Linked DNA regions of Mus musculus: region 1 is linked to region 2. A link is a contact called in public HiCAR-type data. All regions are on one chromosome and are shown on one strand. Each heading gives the region's core, a stretch centred on a gene start, on an enhancer-like site or on the middle of the called end of the contact. The rest is flanking DNA. Distances are from core to core; before and after follow the strand shown. Region 1 holds the start of Svep1 (sushi, von Willebrand factor type A, EGF and pentraxin domain containing 1). Region 2 overlaps Svep1 (sushi, von Willebrand factor type A, EGF and pentraxin domain containing 1).

The links. HiCAR-type assays count read pairs that join an accessible place to other places.
Region 1: a HiCAR-type map of fibro-adipogenic progenitors shows a contact between it and region 2, with 2.6 times the contacts expected there. The contact joins the promoter of Svep1 here to the enhancer-like site in region 2. A contact is called at or near these places in 2 of 39 promoter capture datasets (embryonic stem cells and stem cell-derived epiblast-like cells), 16 of 484 Hi-C or Micro-C datasets (the HL-1 cell line, brain, brown adipocytes and 8 more), 2 of 115 datasets of contacts at active chromatin or transcription factors (embryonic stem cells and fibro-adipogenic progenitors) and 3 of 9 other capture datasets (adipose tissue, embryonic stem cells and liver).

The regions. Positions count from the first base shown.
Region 1 is chr4:58,203,311-58,209,241 of GRCm38.p6, forward strand. Svep1 (sushi, von Willebrand factor type A, EGF and pentraxin domain containing 1) reads right to left here and starts at 3,286. Exons shown (of 48, transcript NM_022814.2): 1 at 2,533-3,286. The coding sequence starts at 3,066.
Region 2 is chr4:58,145,859-58,151,608 of GRCm38.p6, forward strand. It overlaps Svep1 (sushi, von Willebrand factor type A, EGF and pentraxin domain containing 1), which reads right to left. Exons shown (of 48, transcript NM_022814.2): 4 at 657-815. Among named protein-coding and RNA genes, the nearest start is that of Svep1, 58 kb to the right of the region's middle. Within about 2 kb of position 3,518, at least 14 of the 459 cell types and tissues checked have an H3K27ac peak or open chromatin away from gene starts, as enhancers often do. A contact at or near this core is called in adipose tissue, brown adipocytes, cerebellar granule neurons and 1 more, where this site is marked.

The DNA.
Region 1 (5,931 bases), core at 2,036-4,535, 57 kb after region 2:
CACACTTAAATATGTTGTAAAGTTACAATAGCTAAGTCATTTTTATGAACTTTAAACTTGAGATAGGATGAAATAGAATGAGGAAAGGGCCAAGTACCCATTCATAGTTACATGGTTAAAGAAACAGTCAACTAAATCGAGAAAGAACTAGTGTCTAGTGAGCAAATTAGTGAGCTGGGACAATTAACAGCCTTAAAAACTGAGACATCTGTGTATGGGAGCCCTAAGCAAGTCCCAGATTAAGCAATTGTTAAGTGGAAAACATTTGGGCAGTGGACAGTTGTCTAACAAAATAAGGAAATATAAGAACTTAAGTATTTTTTTTCTTAAAGATTATTTCATGCGTGTGAGTGCTTTGTCTGCATTTCCATATATGCACCATGTGCATGCCTGATGCCCAGGGAGGTCAGAAGAGGGTGTTGGATCCCTTGAAACTGGAGTTAAGGGTGGCTGTGAGCCACCAAGTGGGTGCTGAAACATGAACCTAGATCCTCTACAAGAGCAGCAAGTCCTTTTAACTGCTGGGCCGTCTCTCCACAGCCATCCAGATCTGGATCTTAAGAGCAAAATTTGATGGATTTGAGCAAATGAAGGTTTAAACTATTCTTTCAATGACACAGTAATAAATAAGCATGGAAAATACAACATGCTGGAAATATATACTTGCTGCATGTGCAAAAAAAGTCACTGGCTTTACTACACGAAAAAGTGTATGCAAATCACTAGGAATAAACAAATATGCCTGTAATGGCAAAAAGGGCAAAAACTATGACCAGGCTAGAAAGAAAAAGAGACAAATACCCAGTTAACACAATAGCTAATTTTACATGTAAGATTATAAAAATTGAGCTTGCTAGAACAATTCCTCTAGTTTGTTACCAAATTAGCAATAATGTGTTTTAAAAGGAGCTGAGGGGGTTTTCAACCCTATGGGGGGAGCAACAGTGTTAACCGGCCAGACCCCCCAGAGCTCCTGGGGACTAGACCACCAACCAAAGAGTACACATGGAGCGACCCATGGCTCCAGCCACATATGTGGCAGAGGATGGCCTTGTTGGACATCAGCATGTTCAAAGCCCTAGTGTAGGGAATGCCAGGGTGGGAATACAAGAGTGGGTAGATGGGTGGGGGAGTACCCTCATAGAGGTAGTAGGAGGGGGGATGGGAGAGGGGTCTGAAGGGGAGACCTGGAAAGGGGAAAACATTCGAAATGTAAATAAAGAAAATATCCAATAAAAAATATCATGTATTCAGATGCACATAACAGGAGAATGTAAATTTATACAACTCTCCAATGGAGGAGGTGGCAATGTGGACCAAGACCTTTCAAATGTTCATGTATTTTACTAAATAAGGAATTTAGAAAGCCCTCCTAAAGAAGCAGTCAAAGAGGGCTTCCTAAACTCCTTATTTAAAAGGCACGAATGTGTGCTCCCCACACAGCAGTTCTCAGCACTCAGTTGTCATGAGGCTGGAGATAGGGCTCAGTGGTTAAGAGCACTGACTTTCTCAGGTATGGCTTGCCTGAAGTCCACTGCCAGCCCACCCCCACCCCGACTTCCGCATGACAGCTCACAACTGCCTGTAACTGCAGTTCCAAGGGGAGCCAATACTGTCATGCCACAGGATACCATGAATTAATGTACATTTGATCATATTCAACAGCTGAAGAATGCAGGCTGCAAAACCGTAGGTTAGCAAGTTTGTTGAAATAACATATGAGTAACATACTGGACAACATTCAACTGTATATCCGCTGGAATTTTAAGGATAAAGAGATTATTCGGATTCCCCATTCTCTTTTGTTTCATTTATTCTACAAACATTGACTTGATGGGTTGCCTTAAATATTTCTCAGTATTCCAAATTATGACCTACTTTGTATTACTTTGTAGTTAGGAAAAAGACTCATTTTTATAAAAGTAATATAAATTACATTACTTCTGTCATATGCTAAGCATTTGTTTAGGAAGACCTGGAACATAAAGTCATGGTGGCCAATGGCTGTCATCCCCGCGCTTGGGAGGTGGAGGCAGGAGGATCATAACTCAGGGACACGCTCTGCTGTGTTGTAAGTCGGAGACCAGTCTTGGAAACACGAGAGAGCCTATCACAAACTAGTAAACAATTAAAGTCTGGAAGCAAAGTTACGAAGTCTATGTCATGAAAAAGAATTAGGACTGTCCTCAGCTCATTACATGTCCCATCTTCACAAATATTTGTTAACCATACCTGTTTCAGCTTGTATAAACAGTTTCCTCACAAACTTAAGTGAGCTTAAAGGTCCCTTCCTACTAGGGTCCCTCAAGGAACCCTTTAAGAAATGTGACACCTCCTTAAGCATTTAAAAACCCATTTCAGTCTGGACCTTCACTAGGGCAGCAGGAGAATGGTCATATTTGTGCTTCTTGGGACGCTGGCTCCCCTTGGACACCTTAAGCCTTGCAGGAGCTGAACCAGGCTAGAGAAGGGGTTGGCAGCGGTGGGCAGGAGGGGCCCCAGGCCGCTGGCCTGGGTGTGTGGGGGTCTTACCGCGGCTTGCTGGAAGGCGCCCTTGGTATAGGTGCCACCACCGCGGTAGGTGATGGCCGGGATCTCGCGGCTGAGTAGCGCGCACTTGTGTTGGTGCGCGCGGCTGGTGGAGATGTAATCCACGCGCGCCACCACGTTGTTCTTGGATGAGAAGGTGACGATGGCCACACGCGTGGCCGTGGACACCACGGGGAAGTCGGACAGCAGCTTGCGCACGAACTTGAGCTCGTTGAGGAAGTTGGTTTGGCCCACGCTGGACGACTCGTCCACCAGGAAGACGAGCTCCAGGCTGCCGCTGAGCTCCCGCAGTCGCCGCACGCGGCTCCGGAACGCGCGGCCCAGGCGCTCCACTTTGCTCCCTGCTGCCTCCTCCTCACTGGACGCGGGAGGTACCGCCAGTCTGCCCAGAGCCCCCGGAGAGGCCTCGGGGAACAGGCGGAAGCTGAAGTTGAGCGAAGGGGCCACGGGCTGGAAGTTGGTCCAGCCTGACACCAGTGCCAGAGCCCAGCAACAAAAGGCCAGGCGCGACCACATCCCGCTGGGGACCGAGCGGTGGCCCCGGGGAGTGCAAGGCGACAGTCCCCGAGCGCGCAGAGAGGCGCCAAGGTTCCCGGACTAAGCGGAGGGGACCCGGGGTAGCAACCGCGAACCTCAGCGTCCTTGCATGTGACACTGGGGACACGATCCAGACTCCTCTGGCAGCTCGGGGACTCGGGAGGGACTGGAGGGATGTGCTCCTCTGACTCTCGGCTATTTGGTTTCTCTCCTCCTCCTTCTCTCTCCCGAAGCCTATAAAATGTTTGAAGGAAGGGGGCAGTGAAGTCAGAGTCGCTTCCCTCCTTCTCTGTCTGTCCTCTCCTTCCTTTTCCCACTCCTCTCCCTATCTCTCCTCTATCTCTCTCCTCCCCCCTCTCTCTTGCCTGGGATCCAGCTAAAGACTCTTGGAGATTCCATGACACCAGAACCCCTCGCCTGTCATGCTGTCAACATTCCCTCACAAGCTCACTGATTGATCCCATATGTCTGGCAAGGAGCTGCGGAGGAATGCGCTGGAGATGGATGTGGATACCGAGAGTGCCACAGTAATTGGAAACACTGGAGAAGAAAACACACACGCGGGGCTGGCAGAGTTGAAAGCATGCTTTGAAAACTGCTTGCTCACCTTTTGGGGTTCATTCCACTCTTGGGGGGTGGGGTGGGGTGGGGATGCGTGTCTAAGCCTCCCAAAGTGGATATTTGCATAACTTTCCTGAAGGGTCTGTCTGGTGAGTGGTGCAGAATCCTGAGAACCTGTTCAGATCTCAGGCTGTTGAAGTGGGTGGGGCCCACCCGTGCGCATCACATACGCAGAGTTATCGTTCACCTTTCCCGCGGTTAATCATTCCTGTATTGTTCATTCTTTCCTCCACGTAGCAGCTTGCGATGCTCTATAGGTAACACGAGCAGGGGAAAACTGACATGGACCTGTCCTCTAGGAACCTGTAGCAGGTAAAAGTGATGTCACCATCAACTTGATATTCATACGTGAAACGAATATGTATGATTACACATGTTTATGTGTATCACATATGTATATATATATATGTATATATGTGTGTATGTATATATACATATATATATGTATACACACACACAAAATTACAACTGACCTTGCTTAAACAGAAGTTTGTCTTGCTTTCAAAGGCAAACTTGACTTTAGCCAAGGCCAGGCAAGCCTTCTATGAGGACAGAAGTTTATGCTAAATTTTGAACTATAAGTAGACACCCTGTGATATTAACACCCTCCTCTTTTTATTTGATGCAACAGATTAGATCGTCCTGGCATATATACCCTTTGGAATACCAGCTGCTACTTGGAGTGATTTTTCCAATTAAGACCTCAAAGCTGTGCACGCTGAAGCACATACTTATTACATGAAAGGCAGAGCCCTTGCCTAAAAGATTCCAGCTAGGAATCAGGAACTCTGCGTAGTTATGTAAACCCCCATCACCTCTGGGCTTTGGTCCAGTGTCTACTTTTATTTTGCCTTGGAATCAAATGACCCCAGAGTTCCGCTGCTCTCCAGCAGTGAGTGGTTTAACTCCAACTCTATTTAATCAACTACCTTCAACATGAGAGGTGTCAGAGCGTGCAGGCCCAAGTGGCAGGGCTCTTGGATCAATTTCCCTGAAATGAAACCCTGGCTGTGCTATTTATTGGCTGTGTCAGTTTGCTCATTTGGAAAATGGAGGAATAATAACATATCAAGGATTAAATCATTAAATAGTAAAACTCTTAGGGATGTGTTCAGAACACAGCATGTGCTCAATAAACGCTGGCCAGTCACATCACTTCCTTTATTCATAATGCTTTCCAAGTCCCATTTCCAGCACTGATCATCAAGAATGTACTTAGTTGAATGCAAAATACTAAAAACTGAAAAGTGAGATGGGACCCCATTCCCGTCCTCCCAGTCAGGTTACTCCAGAAGAAAATGTAGATTTGAACACTGCTCCACAGTTGTCTATGTGGAAGAGGGACAAGGAACAGGGAGAAGAGAGACCTGGATCTTCTGAGAAGGGCTAAGATCTCATTTGACTTGGAACTCTTCTAGGAAGAGTTTCCAAATGTCATCTACCCCGTGTTATTTTAAACACATCACTAACAGCATTAGGACTATGGCAAGGGCTGTATACCCTATCTTGTATGTCCCTTAGCCCCAACAAAAACCCCGGGGAGGTAATTAGTTGCTTTGAGACCTTCTTCTGGCTACAAGCAATGAGTATCCAGCTTCTCCTTGTTTAAACAAAGAAAGGATTTATTGTAAATAAACCTGGGAAAGGCCTGGGTGGTGAAGTCAGGCTTGAAAACTGAAGGCAGAGTGGAGCCTGCCTGAATCTGTACCCCTAGCGTTGAGAGGCTGAGGCAGGAGGGTTGAGAGTTCCAGACCATAGTAAGATCCTGTCTCAAAAAGAAAATGGGGTGGAGGAGGGCTGGAGGGAAATGGTGCTGTCTGTAAAGTCTCTGCCAGGCAAGCACAAGGCATTGAGTTTAGAGTTGCAGCATCCGTGTAAAAAGTGGAGCCCAGTGCTACAATCAGGCAGGCGGATACTTGGACCTCCTCAGCCAGGCAGTCTAGCTGAACTAGCAAGGTTCACTAGAGACCCTACTGCTCAGAATAAGGTGGTGAGCGATTGAGAAAGACCCCTGATGTCAGACTCTGACCTCCACACTCAGATACACACGCACGCACACACGCACACTTATGCTTCTCTCTTTACATGCTACATTTAGTCTCTTACCCCCTTCCCTCAATGAGATGAGATCCTAGCCTATGAGCTCCAGTTTAGCAAAATCTGTCACTACCACCACCTAAAAGACAGACAGAAAGAGAGAGAGAGAGAGAGAGAAACAGAATG
Region 2 (5,750 bases), core at 2,268-4,767:
AGGCACAGGCAGGCAGGATATTTGAGTTTGAGGCCAGCCTGTCCTACAGAGTGAGTTCCTGGACAGCCAAGGTTATGCAGATAAAATGTATCTCAAAACCAAAAAACAAGCAAGCAAACAAACAAATAAACAAAAACCCTAAAAACAAACAAAGAAAACTAAAAACAACAAACAAAAAACCAAAATAAACTAACAAAAATAAAGGAGAAAAACCAGTCTAATTGATAGAGACAATAAAACACAGCTTCCACCATGTGCTGTATACTATATAAATACTTTCTACTTTCATCATGATGGAAAATATTTATGAAAAATTTTAAGTCAATTTGAGCACTACCAGAGTCCAGACATGCTTATATGATATTCTAATTCATTGCTAAAGTTGTAGCATTCTTTATTTCTAAGTACTAACTCATATTTTCTGCAATCACATTACTCTTATGGCCTCAGATCCCGTCTCTGAACCATGATGCTTATGTGTTTAGTGCTCACAAATGCTATGAAACAGAAGCAAACGATCCCCCTTACCCCCAGAAGTGTGACCAAAGCCAGGGATGTTAAAGATCATCCTAAAGAATGGATTCAACCACCAACTCTGCACCACAGAGATCAAGATCAGCTTTCTAGATCCCATTGGTGAGCAGTAGGGTGCTTACCCTCACAGGTCTGGCCAGATCTCTGGTATCCCTCTCGGCACACGCAGTCTTCAGGGGAAGTGCTTCCAGGTGGGGAGGTGTGGCTTACGTCAGGACATGGGATGCAGGTGCTGATTCCTCCTGGAGAAGCTTCCGGCTTATATGTCCCTGATGGGCAAGCTGTGGGCAGACAATTGGCCAGAGAAGTCCATTTATGTGATGTGTTCATAGAAAGTTAGAAAAATATAAAGAATGAATGTGAATGTGGGAAACACTCATTCTACATAGAAATAATCATTATATAATTCAAGCAAATAAGCAACTTGTGTTTTGCTCGCATGTACATATGTACACCATGTGCATGCAGTTTCCACAGAGGCCAGCAGAGGGCATCTGATTCCCTGAAACTGGAGTTCTAGAGAGTTGTTCATTGCCATGTGGGTCCTGAGAACCAAACACAGGTCCCCTGGAAAAGCAGCCAGTGCTCTTAATCAGTGAACCGTCTGATCCAGCTCCCAAAGCAGCTAACCCTGACCAAAGACCAACATTACTTTTTAAGTGCTGAGTGTAAAGGTCTCTTTGGTCCACAATTAGTTTCTGTCATAAACTATAACATGTCTGGGCTGACTTATGGGAAAACTCAACACAGCACTGTTTGTTACGGGGCTCAGAGTAATCAATGACCCTCCATAGACTATGCAAACCATAGCAAATCAGAAATCTTCAATATTTCATGCCCCTATGCTGTGCAGCCACTCCACCTCTGCCCTGAAATCCCTGTGCTCCGTCCGTGCAGACATCCAGAAGTCCCTTCTCCGTCATTTTTGTTGGAAGTATTTGACAGGGGACAAGGAGAACATGAAGGGCTACAGGGAAAATCCTAGCTGATGGGAAATGTCTTTTGGAGAAAAAAGAAAGAAAAAAGAAAGGATCCTGCTTCTCCCAGGCTCAGAGCAAGGAAAGATTAAAAGCAGAATCTAATTAATTTTGCTTCAATCACCCCCCTGCACTGACACTGTCTGACCTTGAATTTGTAACTTCAGTCCTATGGGGTTTCCCACCTGTAAAAAGTAAGCTAAAAGATGAGCTATATAATAATAAAGAAGACTTGGCGATACACAGATAGCCAATTAAATGAAGCACGGCCATAAGGTGGGTTTGACTATTGAGCAGAGAAGCCATAACTAACAAGTATGTGCATCCAGAAGCACGAAGCAATCATATTAGAAGATTCATAATCTAATGCATTTATCAGGGAAATAACCATGGTTCTAAAAGTCCTCACTATGCTACAAAATATAGCAAGCTCCCATGGAACATGCTAGAAAATTCTAGGTCTGAATCCATGTAAAACTTTAAAAATGAGAGAGACATTTAAAAATACTAATATTGCTACTGGTCCATGAAAAACAGTTCATCAGGGAACTGTTCCTAAGGACATGAGGGAAGGGACTCTTACTTCGGAGCATTTTGTTAGTGAACAGGGAGGTGCTGTTGAATTACACATTATATCAGACATGCCTTCATCCCAGTGCTGTGGACCAGGATCTTCAGTCAAGTGCAAGGCAAGGTCTCCTTTAAACAGAAGTGAGAGTTTGCAGGGGAAAGTAATTAAGATAAAGACAGCCACACATGAGAACAAAGTACCACTGCAAAATGAACTTTGCCATTGGGCATCATTGGCCAGAGCAATAGAATTGCAGGACAACAGAGCTAAGTTGGCACAGCAGCAGCCACCTTTTGCTATCTGCCGAGACTGTGCTCCACACCCGAAGACAAACAGCAACAGCCAAGTGAAATATATGAAAGTCATGCCCAGCAGAAAGGCAACGCATCACACGCTTAAGAGAAAAATAAGTAAGAGGCTGATGGGAATCAGATGCTCCGTTTCCTCCAGAGCAAGACCAGATGCAGGGGAAAGCACGAATCCAGGTAGACAGCTACGTACAAGGACATTGTGAATCTAAATAGCCACAGCACTGGGCAAAAGTCTCAGCAATGAAGGGAGAGGCTGGGCAGTGTGCGTGACTTTAGTAAACAAGTCATAGTTCATTGGCTAAGAAGGAAATTGAAATCAATAACACAAAAATAAGAAAAATAGTGAGGTGACATTTAGGTTCTGGGGATCAAACCTGGGTCCTCTGGAAGAGCAGCTAGGACTCTTCACAACTGAGCCATCTCTCTAGCTCCCATGTGGTAACTTTTAAATAATGTCCCCAGCCCATCATTTCCCAACTATGCAGAGGGGGAGTATTCCTCTGATAGGTGTGTTGTAATAAATGTTTTGGCACTTGGTAAATGCTGTCCCCTTGTTTCTTTCCCTTTCCTGTCCTCCACTTAGATTCTGTCTTTGCATATGTTTCTCTTCCTCTAGGAGAACTTCCACCATGCTTCAAGACTCTGATTTATTCTTCAAAGTGTCCCCAACCTCTTTTGACATTTGTGCTGCCTTCTTTTCTGAGCCCCACAACACATCACCACCCCCACGCCCTGGTTCCAGCTGTGTAATAATTCACTCATCTCTGTCTTTCTCCAATGAGACAGCACACTTCCACTCACAAGCTCATGAGGCTGGAACATTATTTTTCTTTTCTATATCTATTACGTTAGGAAGATACAGCTAATGATGTCTAAGGTCTTTCCAAAGGTCATGTGTGAAAATTCCATAAGTAGAATAGGATAAAGCAACATAAAGAAGTGTTCCCTGAGGGCAGTCAGTCTCTAGATGCAGATTTGGTGATTTATCTTGAAAAATAATAGAACTAGAGAAGAAACTAACCCTACATTATATTTGCCAAGCCCCCTTGAATAGTCAAGGGCTTACAACATTGGAGAATACTGTTTGGGATAAAAATATCTGAAAGCACATTTGGAAACACATTGTGAAATTCACAGTGATGATGGGAAACAGACTCCAGGAGAACTATTTGGAGGCATTACACAATTCTAGGGAAGAGGTGTAATCAATTTCCTGGACTTTCAAGGGTGAACCACGTCCTCATCCCAAGCTGAGCAGAAGTTGAGGAGATGAAATAAATATGTGGTTTGAACAAGTTCCTCAAGGCTTGTTAGGTGTGTAGGGGAAGGGTGTTGTTTGGTTGGTTTTTGTTTTTCTGTTTAAAATGAGCAAACCAAATATTATTTCTTAACTTCTCTCTTTGTTATTGTTAAAATAAACACTTTCCTTTTTCAGAAACATGCTGGTGATTATTAGCTACTATTCTTGGAAGTGTGAGTCTTGAATTTGTCACTACAAACATCAGATCTTTCTTCAGTTGACAGTGACCATCAACCATTTTGGAATCTGTAAAAAGTGAGGTCTCTCTGCTCTCTAATCTGTCTGGCTCATTAAATATCAACATACACTATACAGTGTGTATTATGTGTCCATGTAACACACAACATACAGGAAATAACATTCTATCAAACTCTTCCTTATACATTTTCTAAGATTAACTTTTAAAAGCATAATGGAAATTGAAAACCTTAGTCCTTGCACAATTCATCTTTAAGGGTCAGTGAATAATTTTAAGGAGTGTGGTTTCAGAGAGATTGCACAGGATGCATCTGGTGCTGTGCAGGGTGCCAGGGTGCTCATTCGTGTAGAGTGTAATGGCAACCTGTGGAGTTGAACCATCCAGGAGTCTTCATTTCTGCCCTACCTAGGTAGAGCACCAAACATGATGTTATAATGACATCACACTTCTTTCCAACCTTATACATTTGATCCGAGTACAGAATTTATTCGTGTAGGTAGTTGTGCTAGGATTTTGAGTACAAAACTTCATTGCTGTGGAAAAGAACTGCCTTCTCCAATGTTGAGCCAACACTTGCACAAAAACGAGATGTAGTTGTACACATAGGGACTTTATTTCCACTAGGCAACTCTGTTCCACTACAATTTTGTCAGTGAATTAGGCAACCCTGAATTCTTACACATCAGTGCTTGTGTGGAATGTATAAGCATCCTGCCACTCTCTCTGGAATTGGTCAGCTCATTTGGCCAGAGTACAGACTATTTAAACAAAATTCCTAATTTGAACCCTGTGGGGTGCCTTAATAGCAAATGGCACCTTAACCGCAGGGCACCCAGCCTGTGATAGAAAGCGCCTGTTCAGACTTGTCAGGAGGGTGATGTACTACCCAAACTGTCAAAACACCAAAACCCTCAAGCCCTCAAAAAGCCTTGGTGTAGAAATTGTCATGTATTAAGAATTTAAACACACACTCGGGGTGGTACAACCTGAGTATGAAATATGAAGACAATACCCTTTTTGTTGGAAACTGCTCTCTTAGTTGTGTTACAACTTTCATGGTCGGAAGACAGGGGCTCACTTTTATTTTTATAATTAAGCTTTTCTGAGTATACACTTTTAGGTGGCACTCTTTGGAGAGTTTTAAAGCTATCTTTGACTTTATTTTTCCTTTCTAGAAGAGCTGATGACTAAGATCCACATAAAAAGAGAAGAAAATGTATCATTTATTAGTTTCTTTTAACACTAGATGCTCAGCCTGATGCCAACCAATTTTGTAATTCTACATAATCTTCAAGTATCATACTTTTTTCCAATCCCTAATTTATTATAATTATTTTCTCCTGCAAAATATTAACTGTTTTTCTTTTATGTGTATGAATGGCTTGCATGCATGTATATCTGTGCATCATGTGTGTGCAGTGCCTGTGGAGACCAGAAGAGGGCCTTGCATCTCCTATTACTGGAATGTAATAGGAGATGTATTACTGGTTGTGGACCACATGTGAGTGCTTAGAATCAAACCCAGGTTCTCTGCAGGAACATGTACTCTTAACTGCTGAGCTGTCCTTCCAGTGTGTTTTTTTTTTTAACTTATGAACCATTAAAGTTAAACTATTATACATCCCCATTATCAAGGTTACAGGCACATGGCTTCCTACACTCCCATTCACTGTGTATTAACAGGTTTTTATTACTTGATTTTTTTTTCCCGATGGGGGTCTCATTATATAGCCTTGGGTGGCCTGCAAATAACTACACAGGCCAGGCTAGATGCAAACTCACAGAGACCCACCAACCTCTGCCTTCCAAATGCTAGGATTAAAGGATGCACCACCACACTTAGCAATAGTGTTTTTTA